Regions from separate parts of the Mus musculus genome. Here region 1 is linked to region 2. Evidence: chromatin contacts called from public HiChIP or PLAC-seq data. All regions are on one chromosome and are shown on one strand. The core of a region is the stretch at or near the end of the contact, and the rest is flanking DNA. Distances in the headings are between cores, read along the strand shown. Region 1 overlaps Zfp704 (zinc finger protein 704). Region 2 has its middle 12 kb from the start of 4930539M17Rik.

Region 1 (3,691 bases), core at 399-2,898, 440 kb before region 2:
ATCACTATTGTTTCTGTGGAATCCGTTCAGCTGATGAATATTAAGCCTGACTTCTGTGGGAGGCAACTAGCAGAATAGAAAGGCAATTATAATAGATTTTTGTTGTTGTTGAGCAAAATATTTATACTGAAATCCCAGAGTCCAGGCACGCTCCCCCTTCTCCGCCACGTCCCGCCATAACCTAAAGTGGGCCAGTGTGCTGCCAGTGCACTCACAAGAGAATCTGTCAATCAGGTGGAATGTAATGATCACAAGGAAAACTTAAAGTTTTGGAGGAATGGGTTTTTTGAAGACTACTCCACATGTGAATATGTGAAGTTAGGAAAAGCTCAGTGGACACGCAGTGAGCTGGCTAGAGGGGCTCCTTAGGGCAGCTGTGAATCAGGTTTGTGCAGAGGTACCCCAAAGTCATAGCACTTATTAATGTTACCTGAGAGCCTTAGTCAGTGACTTATTGAGAATGAAAGAATTACAGCAAGATCAAACAACAACCACAAAAACCTCAGCTTGGTACCTCAGGATATCATGCCTTCTGGATAACTCACACTCTGTCTCTCTGCCTCTGTCTGTCTGTCTGCCTATCTATCTCCCCCCTTCTCTCTCTCTCTCTCTCTCTCTCTCTCTCTCTCTCTCTCACACACACACACACACACACACACACACACACATCCTATAAGAGAAATAAGGTTGTAGAGAGTGTGGAATTTGCATCCATTTGCCTGTTCATTACCCAAACTCTTATTGGATCCCCATGTCAGCCACTGGTTTGGGCTCTAGAGACAGGACTGTTCTCGTCCACATAAATGTGTTTTCTTCTTGGGTGATACAGGTTCAAGGAAAGAATTTTCTTCTGGAACATTCAAATAATCAAACATTTACCTCATCTGGCTGATCGAACATTCTGCAGACATTGATTCTTAAAGAGGGAACAAGCTGGATATAACTGGCTGCTCTTGAACACTGTGGTCCCACACTCTGAGATGTGGTCCCATGCTCTGACAGTGTCCCACACTCCAGCAGCTAGCATTAGTTACATGGGGGAAAGTCACAGCAACGTTAGGCGGTCCTCTTTTTAACCTGTGTTCTTATCTGAGTCTTAGAGAATTTTGCACATTGTGTTATGTTCATATTTATCCATAACTCCTCCAGGCTCACCCTGCTACTGGTATTCTTTTAAAAGAATGACTCATTGAGCCCTATTTGTGCTGCCTTTGACTGGCAGCAGGCCTCATTAGTGTAACAAATGGTCAGTTGGAGTTTGTCATGTGTCTTAGCCTGTGTTTTGTTGCCGTGTAGAGACGTGACCACAGCAACTCTTATAAAGAAAAGCATTTCATTGGGCCTGGCTTACAGTTTCACAATGTTCGTCCATTTTCATCATGGCAGATGGTAGCTGAGAGTTCTACATCATGATCCACAGACTGCAAGAGAGAAAGAGAGAGTCACCATGCCTGGCTTGGGCTTCTGAAACCTAAAGCCACTTCCCTAATGACACTCTTCCTCCAACAAGGCCACACTTCCTAATCCTTCTAAATAATGCCACACCCTGATGACTAAGCATTCAAATATGTGAGTCTATGGGGAACATTTTTATGCAGACTGCTACTTCATGCCTTTCCCTAAAGCCCCAGAACCAGACAGCTATTGGGTGAGACCCACAGACATCACAGAGTACATCCCTCTCAGCAGGACTAAAGGAGTGACCTCCTTGCTGTCAGTATCAGATTTAAGGAGGGCGCCTGGAGTACAGGCCTCACTGAAGTAAATCTTACACAGCGATATGTAGACATGGCCCTTATCTAAGGCGATGGTGAAGACATAAATCCATGAAGACATGTTATGGGAATGGTACTTTAACGGGACTCCTGATGCCTGGCAGTTTGAAATCATCTTGCCCATGGCTTGACTTCTGTATTATCTGTCATCTCTATGTCTGCCTCACAATGGCAGGCATGTGACCTAATTCACCAGTTTCTACTTCCATAGTCTGATACAAAGTTGACTTGTATCCTGTGACTGATTGTAGTAACCGAGAATACAGATGATGGAGTCTTGGAATGCTGTACTAAATAAACACTTCTGTACTTTACACCTTCCGAAATGACCAGACGAAATTCTGCCGCAATTACCATCTGTACAAGGGCAGAATGGATGGAAACCTGTTTAACAGTGACACCTGTGAGTCACTTAAGGGACCTAGGGGGACCAAACAAACTCAGCACGAGTCAACAGCTCAGAAAGCAAATGTCTAAATTGTTACTAGGAATGGGTCCCCTGTCACAGTTCATTTCAACAAGGAACTGTCCCTTAACAGGTGCTGTGCAGGCCGTTGGAGAGCTATAAACAAATGAACAAGGTCTCCTGTATGGAACTGTACATGGATGTAACTCAAAATATATCAAATGCCGAAATGTAAAGGATAAAACTATCCAGCTCTTAGAGCAAAAGGGGAGTAAATTTAATGACCTTGGATTTACTTGTGGTCTCTTAAATATGGTCTTAGAAGCTTAAGCAACAATGGGAAGACAACTGAAACTTTACTTTATTAAAGCTTAAAATTCAATGCAGAAAAGGACACTACCAAGAAAATAAAGAAAATAAAGACACAAAGAGTATGTATAACATCCAGAATATTTACGACTTATTAATTAAAAAACAATGTAATTTTAAGGAATGAGCAAAGGACTTGAGTAACTTTTCTGTTAAAGATAAGCAATCAGAAATGGGACTGCTGTGAAGACGCTCAGCATCGTTAGTCATCAGGTCAGAGCTGTGACTGATGGAGGAATGATGGTGTGACTCAAAAGATGGACCCTAACAAACGTTGGAAAGACGGGGTGCGGGACTGGGCAGTTGGTAAGAGGTACAGCTGCTGTGGGCAGTAGTTGAACTCAGAATTACTGTGTGTCCCAGCAGTTCGACTTACATTTGCCCCCACACAAATTTCTACATGTTCATAAAGTACAAGTAGACATAGCTCAGATGCTCCCCACCAACTCATAAGTGGGCAAATAAAATGTGGCTTGCATATGGTGCAGCTCTGTATGTCCATAATACAAGTGAGGTACTTGCTTCAGCACAGTGAACACCAGAAACACTGTGTTACACGTCAGAAGCTGATCACAGATTATCTCATGGTAAAACTGCATTCATGTGAAGCGACCAGGCTAGGCAAATCTGTAGAGACCGTGAGTGGATGGTATCAGCAGAGGCTGGAGGATGGACGCTCTTTCTGGGATGATGGCAATGTCTTAGAAGAGGTGACAGTTGCAGAACACCGTTAGTATGCTACAAGCCACTGACTTCTAAAGTCATTCATGTTTGTCTGTATAAATTTTACATAGCTCTCAATCAATCTGTTGTTAAAAACTTACACCCCCCATGCACACACACCTTGAATAGAGTCTCCTTCACAGTGCCTAGGTCCCGTCAGATTAGTAATCCTGGGTTCCATTCTGCATAGAAGACAGAAGTAGTTTACTTCACCCATAGAAGTCCAGCACAAGTTTAGACATTTAGACTGTTGAGGTGAAACAGTCAAAGCACATGGGGTGGTTAGCCCATTTGAAAAAGGAAAGGGCTTACAGGCATTCTGGTCTGTCATTTCAGATTGGTGCTTGCTATGGAAAAGGGGTCCAAACTGGTCTCTGTCTTCCTAGAATATAAGGAAGAGACTGGCATGGTGTTTTAA
Region 2 (3,795 bases), core at 800-3,299:
TCTCTCCCCTTTTGAATGCTGAGGTCCACACAGTTCTGTCAGAGGCTTGGCTCTTCCATGTCTATGTTCTTACCTCTCCTGCGATCTCATCCCACAATTGACTTTCAATGGTATTTAATTTGATGACGTCTGGATCTTTCTCTCCAAATCTAATAAGCCTTTTATCACCCCAGGATAGCTCAACACCAACTTACCATTTCTACTTTGGTACCTAATAAGTCACATGACCCACCCATCCGACCCAATTCTTTTCTCCACAACCTCCCAGCTCCCTCCAAATGGTCTGACCTCATCAGCAGTCACTCAGGAATGGTTCCTTCCAGAAGTCTCTTGCTGGCGTTAGCTTTCGGCTGTCAGTTCTTTCCTTCTGTTCCCCAACCCCACCCATCCATCTGCCCATGAGTCCTATATCCATTGTGCCTCCCAAGTCTCCCCCTTCCTCACTAGATGCTCAGAGCCCAGCATCCAAGCTTCTTTCAGACATGGATCCCCATCTGCACCCCACTCCCCTTATACACTGACATCTAGTTAGCAACTTGAGTTGTTTTATAAATTCATAAAGATGATGACATCCCATCTCTGCTCATAACCTCAGGCAAGTTGGGTGCAAGGACGCAAGCCTGGCATTACAGGACGTGGGAGACTGCGGTAGGGTCAGGAGTTTAAAGCCAACCTAGTCTAAGTAAGATCCTTAGTTTGTTTTCTAGTGCTAGGACAGACACCTTCACCAAAAGCAATGTGGGAAGAAAGGTTTATTTCATCTTACAGCTCTCAGACCATCACTGAGGGAGTCAGGGAAGGAACTCAAGCTGTAACCTGGAGACAGGACCTGGAGCAGAGACCATGGAGGATGCTGCTTACTGTAACCTGGAGACAGGAACTGGAGCGGAGACCATGGAGGATGCTGCTTACTGTAACCTGGAGACAGGAACTGGAGCAGAGACCATGAAGGATGCTACTTACTGGCTTGTTCCCCATGGCATACTCAGCTGCTTTCTTATACCACCCAGGACACCTGCCCCAGGATGGCACCACCTCCAGTGATCTGGCCCCTCCCACTTCAATCATTAATCAAGAAAATACCTACAAACATGACTTTGGACTAATCTTATAGAGGCAATCTCTCAATTGAGATTCCCTTTTCCCAGATATATCTAGGTTCATGTCAAGCTGACAAAACTAGGGAGTACACTTTCAAAAAACCAAAACAATATAAAAGCAGAACAGACTGAAAGGGGACAAGAGCCTATATAATTCTGGCACTCCAGCTGCTGAGGCACAACAGCAGACATGTTCAATGTTAGCCTGGGCTACCCCAAAACACACACACACAGGCACACACACACACACAGGCACACACACACAGGCACACACACACAGGCACACACACAGGCACACACACACAGGCACACACACACACACAGGCACACAGGCACACACACAGGCACACACACACACAGGCACACAGACAGACACAGGCACACACACACACACAGGCACACACACACACACAGGCACACAGGCACACACACACACAGGCACACAGACAGACACAGGCACACACACACACACAGGCACACACACACACACAGGCACACACACACACACAGGCACACAGACAGACACAGGCACACACACACACACAGGCACACAGACACACACAGGCACACACACACAGGCACACACACACACAGACACACACAGGCACACACACACAGGCACACACACACAGGCACACACACACAGGCACACACACACAGGCACACAGACACACACAGGCACACAGGCACACACACACACATACTCACGCATATATGCACTCACATACACACACAGAAACAGTATAAAACTAATGGGTTTAGATTTTCTGTTGCATTTAGAATAAGAGGCACAGTTCTCCTGATGGTCCCAACATGGGCTCCTCAGGAAGTTGGGCTGTCTGCGAGGCACCCGCAGAGCTTCTGTACTCCGCCATTGCAGTGCATAGGTAATCAAAGCGGGTGGAGAGCAGCTTAGAGAACCAGATCAAACTTGCCCTGCTAGGCACTCAACCTTCTAAATTATGTCCTAATTGTATCTTTCCTTTGTGGTGCTGAGGACTGGACCCTGCAGGGCCTATAACATGCTACACTAATGCTGTTTGCTAAATTTCTTTACTGTGAAGTTAATTAATGAGTACTTTGTATTCACTGGTTAATAAGCAATGTGTGTTTGTAGGCAATATACTTTAAGACTTACTAACAGGTACACACTACCTCGTTTATTTATTTATTTATATGTGTTGCTGTGCTCTGAGTTTACCCAGAAGTTCTTTCTGTAATGATTATTAATGAAGGTAAATGCCTCTCTAGATGGCCCTTCATTGTTTGCATTCTTTGCTCTCCTGGCTCATCGTATTTTTGTCCCGTCCCTGTCCTGGAGGCAGCCACTCCTCCAGGAAGCATCCTGTGAAGGCCTTGAGAGATCAAGTTTGGGATGTGTGGCACATTCCTTGTGACCTCATGTCAGATTATATGGAGCCCACTAGAGAGGAGCCAGAATGGGAGTCTGCTTCACAGTGACATGTCAATCTTCATTTTCTGATGCTTCACTGCGACACGTCTTCTGTCAGCCTGTCACGGCCAGCTTCTAGCCTTCTCCACCCTGGACAGTGCCTCAGAGCTAGTATTAGTGGATCACAGTGGTCAGTTCCCACGTCCTCTGTTTTTCTTGGCATAGGCCAGGGCAGGAAGAGAACACAGGAGGATGCCACTGCTCCCCTCCCGTTCAACTCTCTCTCTCTCTCTCTCTCTCTCTCTCTCTCTTTCCCTCTCTCTCTCTCTCTCTCTCTCTCTCTCTCTCTCTCTCTCTCTCTCTTTCTCTCTCTCTCTCTCTCTCTCTCTCTCTCTCTCCCCCCCCCCTCTTTTGGTTTTTCGAGCATCGAGGTTTGCTGGCGACCCACCATCCCATGGCAGGCTCAGCTCTGAACAGGGTGCATCAGTGTAGAACCATGATTGACGAATGATGATGTGCATCCCTGGGAAGAGTGTGTGCTGGCAGCATCTCCTAACTAGTTTCCTTAGGATCACAGAGCGTGTAAGTCATGTGGAAGGCTGCCCTGCCTTCAAACAGCCTGCTTCTGCTGCTGTTAGGCAGTTCGGGTTGGGCTTGCCAGCTAGTAACTGTGACCATATTAATAGACAATCAGAGCTTCCTGTTATATTTTGGTCAAGAAGCCCCCCAAAATATTTACCAACTGTGGTTGCTTTTGAATGCACAGTTCAGAAGCATATGCTTGGTTTCTGAAATGCCATAAATTATTTATTTTTAATTTTTTTTTTGAGACAGAGTCTCACTATGTAGCCCGGGATAGCCTTGAATTCACAGATATCTACCTGCTTCTGCCCCCGCCCCCACCCCGCCCTGCCCCACCCCCACCTCTGCCTTCACATTGCTGGGACTAGGGGGTTTGTGCCACTGGTGATGCCCAGCTACTGTAGCTTCTTTAGAAGCAGGTGAAAGTGACTGTTTCATACTCTTAGAAAAATTCATTAAAATGTTTTATTGTTGGCATTATTTAACTTGTAACATATTTGAATATATGTGTGTTGTCTGCAAGTGTTGGGGAGATGGCTCAGAGGGTAGAGTCCTTACTGAGTGAGAAGAATAGAGTTTGTATCCCCAGTATCCATATAAACGTGAGTGGGTGGGGTGTAGTGTGCACCCGTAATTCCAGTGCTTGGCAGACAGAGGCAGGGAGGTCCTCCCTAGCTGTGGGCTAGAGTATCCTGTCAGTAAGCTCTGGGTTCAACTGGG

Evidence for each region. HiChIP or PLAC-seq counts read pairs in DNA pulled down with a chosen protein or histone mark.
Region 1: an H3K27ac HiChIP or PLAC-seq map of embryonic stem cells shows a contact between it and region 2, with 2.7 times the contacts expected there. The contact joins two enhancer-like sites. A contact is called at or near these places in 2 of 115 datasets of contacts at active chromatin or transcription factors (embryonic stem cells and pancreatic cancer cells).

The regions. Positions count from the first base shown.
Region 1 is chr3:9,489,843-9,493,533 of GRCm38.p6, reverse strand. The region is part of intron 2 of Zfp704 (zinc finger protein 704); the gene reads left to right. Among named protein-coding and RNA genes, the nearest start is that of C030034L19Rik, 89 kb to the right of the region's middle. Within about 2 kb of position 1,648, at least 21 of the 459 cell types and tissues checked have an H3K27ac peak or open chromatin away from gene starts, as enhancers often do. A contact at or near this core is called in embryonic stem cells, where this site is marked.
Region 2 is chr3:9,047,920-9,051,714 of GRCm38.p6, reverse strand. No RefSeq gene overlaps it. Among named protein-coding and RNA genes, the nearest start is that of 4930539M17Rik, 12 kb to the left of the region's middle. Within about 2 kb of position 2,049, at least 13 of the 459 cell types and tissues checked have an H3K27ac peak or open chromatin away from gene starts, as enhancers often do. A contact at or near this core is called in embryonic stem cells, where this site is marked.